2 separate regions of the Sus scrofa genome follow, and region 2 is linked to region 1. A link is a contact called in public Hi-C data. All regions are on one chromosome and are shown on one strand. Each heading gives the region's core, a stretch centred on a gene start, on an enhancer-like site or on the middle of the called end of the contact. The rest is flanking DNA. Distances are from core to core; before and after follow the strand shown. Region 1 has its middle 67 kb from the start of RPL14. Region 2 has its middle 150 kb from the start of CTNNB1.

Region 1 (5,325 bases), core at 2,007-4,506:
AGGCCACGTTGCCTCCGTTATGACTATTCAGTTCTGCTGCTACCGCACAAAAGCAGCCCCAGACGGTATGGAAATGATGGGCTTGGCTTTGTGCCCATTAAGCTTTGTTTAGTAAAACAGGCCACTGCAGGCACTTGTTCACTGACCCCTGCCACAGGCTTTTTGAACTGGGAGTCTAGCAAACATCAGGTCAAACCCCAGATGGCAAAGACGAGGACCAGCGCAGAGGGTAGAAGGGAACTGCCCCAAGGAGCTAGTGGCATTCAGAGCAGGAATGGACAGCCTACTCCTTGTTTCCACCCTGTCAGTCATAACTGAAGCTTATGAACTGAAGACTGGATCCTGAAGGCTTCTATGACTGCTGGTGATAAAGGGCAACGTGCTACCCCAGGAGGAGAGGGTGAGTCGGCCAAGAGCCAGGGCCGCCTGAGGTCTGCCTCTGAGGGGGCACAGTGAAGGGCAGGCCCAGACACAACTGTAAGGCAGAGGACCCTGCTGCTCTTCAAAGGAAGATGAAAAGCAGGCCAGCCCCTCCCACTGCCAAGGACAAAATGAGGGCCCAAGAGGAGTCCCAGTGACTGAGTGTGAAGAGACTGGGTGAAGAGAGACCCTCGGCTCACGCCACCATGACCAGACTGCTCACCTGCACAGATGTGCCTCGATCCCTGCTCCCCTGGGCCTCGGCTTTAGGCATGAAGCCTATTTTGAGACACACCAGCTGCACACACTCTGACATGTGGCTCCACATTTTGCAGAGTCAGTAGAGGGGTTGCAGCCTCTGGGAGAAGTAGGCCACTGGCCCCAGGAGGAGATAAAGGGAACTTGGAGTCATCAGGACCTGTGGCCTCCTGTCTCTCTCCTCCTCTATCTTGACTTCGCTGCCATGGACCTTAGGGTTCAGATGGGGATCTCTCAACCGATGCAGGAAAGAGCATCCCTGGTTCACAGCAGTGATCCTCACCGCACCCCTACTCCCCCGATGAGAGCTGGGAGACTCCAGTCCCCAGGGGCTCCTTAGGGCTCCACGGAATCCTAGGCCTACTTGGCAGCCTCCATCCTTACAATCTCCCAAAGTCAAAGCCTCAAATTTTAAAAAAAGAAATGTTCAGATTTGGGAAAAGAAGGCAATGGGGTCCTTCAGGCCCCAGCAGAGGACTGGGTGTATTTGGAATTCTATGACCACCTCAGTGCCAAGGAAAAAGGACCCAAGCATATCACCAGGACCCTAGAGGCAGATTTTTTTTTTTTAAACTCTTGGTATCAATGAGATTTCAGTCTTCAATCGTCTCAAATTAAATATAAACCTAAATAGCAGGCGTTATTGTAGATATGCAGGGCAAAGAAAGAAGGGGAAAAAAGAGCTTTGTATCACATGAATTTTTGCTGCAGAAACTTAATGAGAAACACACCACATTTCCAGAACCCTCTTTCTAGTCAGGGCTCCCGCTGAGATAAAAGGTCACACGAAGAGAAGGAGCGAGAGGGGGCGGGAGCTAGGCTGGGAGCAAGCAGGCACTTTTACTGGAAAACAGGCCCAAATTTCATACAAGCAGCTATCAGCCTGAGAGTCTAGACTGATGATTTTCTTTGAATGCCAGATGTGAAGGGCTTTCATAAAGGAATCTCAAACATCACCTATTTAAAAACAAATCGACCCAAGATGCATTCATGGATGCAATGGATAACTTTCTATGTCAGGCAGCAGGGAAAACACCCAGCCTGGTCGGGAGAGGTCTGAACTCAGCGTGCGTCCCGCTGCTGCCCTCTGCAGGCCATGAGCAGCAGGGCACCCAGGAAGCCAGCCACGGCTGGTTTTCCTGGGACTGGTTTCCCTGGGACTGAACCAGGCTTCTGCCAGCCAATGGAGACTTTCTGAACGTCTGGCCCAGGGTAGCAGAAGAATGGTCCTCTGCGAGGTGCAAGATCATGTCTGGAAGAACTGCACTAGGGCTGCACCTCAGAGTTATACACATCATCTCATTCGGGCTCTATCCCTGCAAGTTGGAGATGTTGGCCCTGTACAGAAGAGAAATCGCAGGTTTCAAGAAGCTGAGTGATTTGCCCAGTGGATGCAACTGTCTCATTCAGTATTGGAGCCTGACACCAGTGCCCTTCCCGTGACCCTGTGTGCCGTGGCCATCATTGCCAGAATTGCCCTTCTCAGGGAAGGTGGGATGATATAATGGGAACTCTATTATCCAAACCTGACCAGACCAGCAAGGAGGAAGCCATGCCCATGAGGCCCATGGGGCTAGGCTGGGAGTGGCTGGGACTCAGGGATGCTATCTCTGCTATGAGGCTGGAGGAGGGCCCCTTGACCCCAAACCCTAGCAGAACCCAGGGAAGGTTTGTAGAGCAAGGAGCATGCTGACCACACTCTGGCCTCTCCTGACAGCCCTGTGTTTCTCCCCCATTATGTCTGTCTTGGGCTGCGACGCCCCCCCCTCCCTTACACAGGGACCAATCCTGAAAACATCACACTAAGATGACCCCTGACTAGAGACATCCCACTTAGCAGCAGCCACAAATCACAATGCCAGACACTTGGGATCAGTGACCTTTAGAAGGGGCTGGGCGTGGCAAGGACCCTGCAAGTGATTCATGTTTAATCTAGTGTGAAAGGACCTCTGCCCTCACCACCCCAGGGAAACCAACCCTGCGCCATGCCCTCTGGCCAGCCTGCTCCCCGTGGTCATGGGGCTATAGATGGGATGTGCTAGGGAGTGTTTGGTTTTCTACCGGTGCTGTTGACTTAAAATTGTGTGTACCCTTAGGCATTCCTTCCTTTTCCAAATCCTCCTAAAGTGGCCCACCCATGGCCCATCTCTCCACAGGGCTTCTCTTCTCAGAGGCAGAGCTACTCTCTAAGCCCAGGGCACCCCTAGGTTTTTGCACAAGCCACTCCTCTGTGTGGAAGCCCTTCTGGCTTTCATCACTCCCCTGGTTCCAACTTTTCCCCAAACATCGGCTCTCCCTCGTTCCCTTGCACCACAGGTGGGGTGCCCCCTACTCTGAGCTCCACTGTGCCACCAACCCCCCTCTCCTGGCACCCATCCTTTGCCAGCAACACCACCACGTGCCACCTGACAAATGTTTTATTTTCCTGCCTAGAATCCAGCTGGATTCTAGGAAAGCACTTGGCAAATAATTGGTTAATTCCCTAATCTCTTTGCATTTGACGTCACTGCCCTTATGTTCAGAGGCCAACTTGCTGAATTGGAAACTGGGACTTGGGACCTGACCATGGACTAAATATTTGCCTTTGGAGTTGTCCTGGGAAGAGAGGAGGTTTCCTTCCCCAACCACTCCTTCCCCAGGACATCTGCAGGGAGAGGGGCCAACTTCATTCCTGTATCACTTGGCCAGAGGTGCCCATCAGGCTCAAGGGGCAGCAGCCACTCAAGGGAGGTATCCCTGAACCATGGTTCCAGGTCCACCTCTGGCCTGGCTGACCCACCAGAGCCACCTCCTCCCAGTAGGGCTGGCTGGACTTACTAGAATGAGCAGTCGGGAACTGGGGAAGCACTTTCCCACAGTGGTACAGCTCCTTTTGTTTGTTCCTGGAGCTGCTGTCTGGAGAACCTGGCTGAGAGAGGCCTTGTTCATAGTCTCTGTGTAAAATCTAAAGATAGACATATTAATGTATCTGTCACTTACACCTTAATGAAAATAAATGAATGCAATCTGGTCACTGAATCCCAGAACCTTAGGGTGAGAGGGGCTCTATCCAGCAGCAGTCTTTCTGTCCAGCTGGCTTCCGTCCTGTCACTCAGTGCTGGTACCATAACTTGATATATTTACAGAACACATCTCCTCTTCTCACACCCCTCACTCTTTCCTAATGAATTTAAAATTCAAATGCTAACCATGATCCTTGTTAAAACAGGCACCTCTCTGTGAAATTATAAAAAACTGAAAAAGCACCAGGTCCCAGGCCCACCTGATACAGACCTTCATCACTTAGATGAAGCCCTGAGATCTGGGAGGCAGCCGGACCTCCCAGAGGCCGGGAGCCTTTCAGAGAAGCAAAAGGAGGGAGGGTCCACGTCACTGGCCCACAACAGCTCTGAGGCAGTGAGGAGGCTGTCACCCCAGGAAGAATGCCTTATATTTTCTAATTCTGTGTGCCCAGCATCACTCCACTCAACAGGGCCCGAAGAGGACACTGATAAAAATACCAGGAAGTGTCACTATCCCTAAGGAGGCCAAGTGGTGCCTGGGGGTGGGGTAACCTCTCACCTCACCCACCCTCCCTGCATCAGGACACATACAGGGAAGGGCTCTCCCATCCTGCCTTCCCAGCTCTGCCCATCACCATCTTCTCTTCCACTCCATCCCAGGAAGGAGAAGCAGATGGAAGTGAAGTACAGCTGAGCCCAAAGAGGAGCCTTGAGGCTGCAAGTGAGTATAAATGGAGGTGAGAGCCACAGGGAAAACCACTTTGAAGCCTCCATCTGGTAATAAATTAAAATATGGAAAATAAGGCACATGGTTTCCCATCACAGCAATTTGTCTTTGATCGGAATAAGGCATCTCGGGTACTGGGGAGGGGGCTCAGTCTTGAAGCTCCAAACCTAGGCTTGAAACCCCCTTCTGCCCCCTAGTCTAGAGCACTGCCTTACAAGGTGTGGGGAGATTGGGGGGATTTTTTGAATGAGGAAACACTTAGCACCATGCCTGGCACATGATAAAGGCTATCCAGAAGTAGGAAGAGGAGTGAACAGCATAACAAGACCTGACACCACAGGTAGAGCCACAAAAAGCACATGGCGCATTTTACGGCCTGCAAAGCTCTCTTGGTTCTGTTCTTTTGCTTGATGTTCTAGGAGGTCCAAGTTGTAACCATCCCCCCATCAGAGAGGCGAAAACTGAGGTATCAAAGTGCCAAGAGGTTTGCTTGTCATCCACATGGATTGCCCAATGGAGAGCAAAACAGAAGATTAGAAAAGGAAAATAGGTCTGATGAGACCATCCAGAATTTCACCAGCAGAAATTGGTGCCAATTTGTACCATGTGTATTTAGGGTCTTGTGGGTGTAGGGCTGTGTTTACACACTGGGAGGAGAGGGGAGCATATGCTTTCCAGATTCCAAATACAGCTGTGTGTGGCCTCCACAGGTAAAGGCAGACAGGGCAGGGAGAAGAGCCTACGCTTCTTACTTGCCATTTCCCTGCTAGTTTCAGTGCATACAGACCTCACAAGGACAACTTGACATTCAGCCCAAGACTTGAAAAGGCACAGAGGCTGATCTTGGCAGGCCCACATGTGGATATGGTTGTCTTTCATGTGTACAGGTCCCCCCACCCCTCTCCATCGTGTTTTCGG
Region 2 (5,444 bases), core at 2,930-5,429, 250 kb before region 1:
GGTCCACCTTACCCATATACCCTCTTTCCCATCCTTCCAGCTAGTAGCAGATGTCTATGAGACAAAGACAGTACAGTTTCAAGAGAGAAGAAACTTTTGTCCCTAAATCCTGGGGGATATCTGCCTGCTGACTAGGGCCATTTACCTTGGGCTGTTATGTTACTGAGAAGTAACCTCTTATATTTCAACTGTTACATAATTTTTGTTCCATTTAATCCAGCACTTAAACATTACTTTTACATATTGTACTAAAGAGTTTTGATTTTATTCTCAAAAATTTATTTTGAGGAGTTCCCGTCGTGGCGCAGTGGTTAACGAATCCGACTAGGAACCATGAGGTTGTGGGTTCAGTCCCTGCCCTTGCTCAGTGGGTTAACGATCCGGCGTTGCCGTGAGCTGTGGTGTAGGTTGCAGACACGGCTCGGATCCCACATTGCTGTGGCTCTGGCGTAGGCTGGTGGCTACAGCTCCGATTCAACCCCTAGCTTGGGAACCTCCATATGCCACGGGAGCGGCCCAAGAAATAGCAACAACAACAACAAAAGACAAAAAAAAAAAAAAAAATTTATTTTGAGTTCTATTTTGTTCTAAGTTTAGTGGGAAGGCACTGAAGGATTTTAAGCAAGGAAATGGCATGACCTGCTCTCACTATAAAATGATGACTCTGGCTGAACAAATTGAGAATGGGGTTGGGAGGTCTAGAATTGTACAATAAATAAGACAAGAGATGAAGATGGCTGAGAGTAGTGGTGGCAGTAAAGAAAGGGAAGTTCTCAGAGGAGGTGCATGAGAGAGATGCTGAAGATAACCCTCAGGTTCTGACCAGAGCACCTGGCTGCTGTGATGGTGGACTCTAGACTTGGCTGAGGGAGAAGGCAGAGAGGGCCAGATTGAGCAGGGCAGAAGCAGGGGCATTTCTGTGACACACCATCTCTGTCAGTCTTTGCTATGGAGCTCATCTTTGAGGGACTGTGCAGTCACATTACCAGATGGAGTCTTCAGTCTCATTGGCATGGGATGCCCTTCCCATTCTAAGTAGCAAACCCATCGTCTATTCATTCATTTGCTCATTCAATCACTCAGCCGGGCACTGGGCTAGGACTGGGGGTCAGCACACAGTCCTGCTCTTGAGAAGCTCACAGTCTTCATACTCTCCATCTCTAACTGCTCATATAAATCCACCACAGTGGGATCAATAATGAGAAATAGGCAGCCAGAGGAATGGATGATTAGTGAACATATTTTTTCTGATATGGCGACGATGAGTGAGGGGCAAGGGTAGGAGGGGAGCAGAAGGGCAAAGAAGGATCAGAAAGGGCAAAGAAGGATCAGAAAGGGCAAAGAAGGATCAGAAAAGGCAAAGAAGGACTATTTCCCCTAAAAATTGATGGTTTTTCCTCCTATACAACTTTGTAGGATACTTAATATGTGCAGGGAGAAATCAAGACCCAGATGCTTATTGGGACCTCCCCAAAGTCTTTGACTCAAGGTCCATGCCTTTGTCACTGCTTGCCATGTGATGCTCCCCTGGAGGGGAAAGTGCTGTTTATCAATGAGTTTAGAGTTAAGTGCTTGACTGTGGGGATTAAGGAGAGGTTGCAGCTGCAGAGGGCAGAGTGATGCCTCCTCAGCTGGACAGATGCTCTGGGCTGCCTGGCCATCAACCCTGGATGAGATACCAGTGGCTAAAACCAGTTTGGCTGGGTTCCCAGTATGGAGCCAGAGGATAACGGCAAGCTGTGTCCTGTAGAGCCTGGGAGCCAAATATTGTCTCCTAGTCAGGGCAGAGGGTGCTGGGCTGGAACTAGGACAAGGTTGGAACGTGCAGGCAATGGACCAGTGGTGCTTAGGAGACACAGCTTGGCTTTCAGACCTCAGGGCCTCAGTGGATATGTTACTGGGGGGGGGAGCTGTTTACGTGTGGCATACATGTGTATGTGTGTGTGTGCGTGCACTTACAAGCATTTGTGCAGATCACATATGCACACACACACACATGCTCGGGGCATGTTCTGTGATGGCATGGGGTCAGGGATGGGTCGAATGGAAACATAAGAACATTGGGAACAGGAAACTAACTAACCTGGAAGCTGGGAGAGCCAGCCTGGGAAAGCACTTGTTCCAACCCAGGCTGGTTCTCCCTGCCTCACCGGGTCTTCCAGTTTTGTTCTCAAGATTCACCACACATAGTTCTTTCTTACACTGTTCTTACTTATAACTGGGGAGGTATGTGGAAGGCTTGGAGATGCTGCCAGCTCTCCCCTAGATGGAAGAGGCCCCTTAAGCCTTTGCTAGAAAGATTCAGTGTCCAGACACGGTGCTAGTATCAAACATTTGGATTCTGTCTGCAAAAAGTGATCTGTTAGATATGAAGTGCTCTAATGTTTCCACTTTTTGTAAGACTTTTCAGAATATAGGCAAATAAATCATGAACACTCAGCTTAGAAATGCAGTGCTTTGATTTTCAGATTGGATAAAGTGGTGTCTCAGCCCATAACAACAGCGGATTCCTTGAAGATTATATGCAATCTAATAACAAAGTGCTTACAATGCACCAAACTCCCTAAAAGTACTCTTTTAATCATCTGACAATCCCACAAAGTAGGTACCTTTATTGTCTCCATTTTAAAGATGGGGCCATTGAGGCTCTGTGAGGTCTGATAACTTGCCCAAGGTGACACAATTAGGGAGTGGTCCTGCCAGGATTTGAATCCAGTCTGCTGGGCTCCAGAAGCCCTGCTCTTGACTGTGTCCACCTCCTTCCATGGACAAGAAAGATAGCTGCTCTGCCTTGTCGTGTGTAAATGGTCACTGGGCTGTCTCCTGCACTAAATAGGAACCTAGAAGGAGGAGCTGTTTCTAATTTCTCTTCACTTCTCCAGCTGGAGGCCCAGGAACTGGCAAGCAGGAGAGCCTACAAGGCTCGTTACATGTTTGCTGTTGGGACTGGGAAGGCCTGCCAAGGTGATCTGGTCCATTCTTCTGCCTCAGCAGCATCATCTGGGATTCTGCACACAGTGACCTTATCCACGCGCTTCACCCCATGACGGCTTTCCCTCCACAGTCTAATCCCCTTTCAACAAGCTCCCCTGGCAGACCAAGTCCTGGTGCATAACCATGGGCATCTGTCATGTGCCCATGGAAATGTGCCCACAGCACTGAACAGTAAACACTTTTTCTGGGCTGGGCACCAAAGCTGGCTGTGGTGGCTTGCTACCTCCATGACAAAACTCCCTCTGGTTCCAACAATGATTTATCCACTGAGCCTGCTGCCAGTTTCACTGTCTTCCTTTCATTTCAGGAGCACAATAGGTAAAAATCTACTGGTACAGCAGATGCTGGGTTAAACTTAGAGATTCAGACATAGACACTTTCCTGAGTGGGGAAAGAAACATTCCACGTGGCTTGGGTTTTCTCCAGAAGGTCGCCCTGAGGCCTGATACAAATGAGAAAAATAGATAAGCCTTTTTACATTTCACTAGTAGACTGGGAAGAGAAGCGAATTGAATCACAAAGTCCTAATAAGCACATTTTCAAAATGACAGGTCTTGACCTAACAAATAAGCTGGCCAAAGGAGGCAGAAGGGTAACATTTACTGAGCTCCTGCTACAGCCAGGTTTTTGCATATGTTCCTTTAAAAGTCTCAAGAAGTTTAAGAAGTGACTATTTTGAGGTTCATACAGATGAGACTGAGATTCAGAGGTCATGTGACCTGCCGAAGGTTACATGACCAATGGGTCACGGAACTTGAATTTGAACCAAGGTTGTGTGATCCCAAAGTTCATGTGTTCCTAGTACACAGGGCTGCCACAGACCTTTAATTTACTGAGCTACCTACAAAGAATGATTTTCTATATTGCTATAAGAGATTGCCCTAACCTTTAAAAACACCACAAGCATATAAAGAAAAGTCATATTTTGAACACATAATGTCGGTTGGGAGATGTCTATGGTAAATAGCATAGTGATATAATACATTTTGGAAATAAATGATTTTTGAAAAGCTCTCCTGAACTGAACAGAAGTAAACCTTACCAAGTAAAGGTGAAGAAAGGCAAATGTTATAGCCATACCATTTGGTGTTTCAAAATTTTTCTTTCTGACCAACACTAACAAGCAGGAGAATCAAACAAGGAGACATCGTTAACTATTAACTTGGGGGTGAAAGTCAATGGTAAAGTACATTCTTGGTACTAGCCTGCCCACACTCCAGCAAAGATTAACATATATGGGCAAGGACACTTTCCAATGACTACATAAGTGAGTTGTATACATTTGAAGAACACCAGCAACGAAGCCATTTTTCCAGGGCTAGGCCCTTCTATTACAGAAGCCCAGGAAAGTGGCCTACTTAAGGTCATCTGGCTGGTTAGAGCTGGGACTCACAAGGAAAGCAGTCCCTGGCATTCCAACCTTTATGTGATAGTTGGATTGTTTTGTCCTGGTTGGACCAAATTGCAGTACATGGCATGACTGCTTTCATTTACAAAACAGTGATGAGCTCATCATCCTCTTAGAACTAAGGCCATATCTGAAATGAAAACAAAGTCACAGCCCCACTCTCAGCCTTTGCCTCAGTGGTGTGGTGGGGGAATCAGTGGTTAGGCCATAGATATCATTACTTTCCAGGCTTGAGTCTGCAGGTTGGTTTTCTAGAAGGAGAATGGCATAGTGGAAAATGCATGGAATGGCATCAGACCGAGCTGAGTCCACAACCTCACACTGCCAGTGGGTGGCTGAGCGTCAGGACAAGTAGAGCCTTCCCTTCTGGGCCTCAGCTTTCCTACTGATGAAAGAGGAAAGATGATTTGCAATAATCCTCAGGTGTGGTGGATTGAACACTGTCCCCCCCAAATTCATGTCCACTCAGAGCTTCAGACTGTGACCTTGCTTGGAAATAGGGTCTTTGCAGATGCAGTTAGTTACCCATCAAGATGAAACTACTGGATGAAGCTGGACCCTAAACTCAATGACTGATCATCTTATGGATAGAGGACAGGATACAGAGACAGGGAAGATGGCAGAGGCAGAGACTGGAGTTATACTGCCACAAGCAAAGGAAAACCAAGAGTGACCAGAAACCAGAAGAATCAAGAAAGGACCCTCTCCTCGAGCCTTCAGAGGGAGCATGGCCTCCCCAGCCGAGAGAGAAGAAACCTTTGTTGTCTAAAACCACTGTGTTTGTGGTCATTTGCTATGGCAGCCCAAGGAAATCAATACACTACCGAGAGGGCTCAAGAGGGTGCCTGTCATGGGGAAAATAACCCAATAAAGGCCACCAATAATTATAATCCACACATCAAAATGTTCAACCAGCAATTAGGGTATTCTGCAGTAGGTGGCAGAAGTGTCACAATCCCAAAGTCTAAATGGCTCAAGCTAGATATTCACTGGTTTGCTTGAGAATCTGCCATCCACTCCCCTACCCCTACCCCTAAAAACA

The links. A called contact is a pair of places that touch in the nucleus more often than the background predicts.
Region 2: a contact with region 1 is called in a Hi-C map of liver, with 1.7 times the contacts expected there. The contact joins two enhancer-like sites. A contact is called at or near these places in 3 of 47 Hi-C or Micro-C datasets (embryonic fibroblasts and liver).

What each region holds. Positions count from the first base shown.
Region 1 is chr13:24,759,347-24,764,671 of Sscrofa11.1, reverse strand. No RefSeq gene overlaps it. Among named protein-coding and RNA genes, the nearest start is that of RPL14, 67 kb to the right of the region's middle. Within about 2 kb of position 3,256, at least 9 of the 83 cell types and tissues checked have an H3K27ac peak or open chromatin away from gene starts, as enhancers often do. A contact at or near this core is called in liver, where this site is marked.
Region 2 is chr13:25,008,901-25,014,344 of Sscrofa11.1, reverse strand. No RefSeq gene overlaps it. Among named protein-coding and RNA genes, the nearest start is that of CTNNB1, 150 kb to the left of the region's middle. Within about 2 kb of position 4,179, at least 11 of the 83 cell types and tissues checked have an H3K27ac peak or open chromatin away from gene starts, as enhancers often do. A contact at or near this core is called in liver, where this site is marked.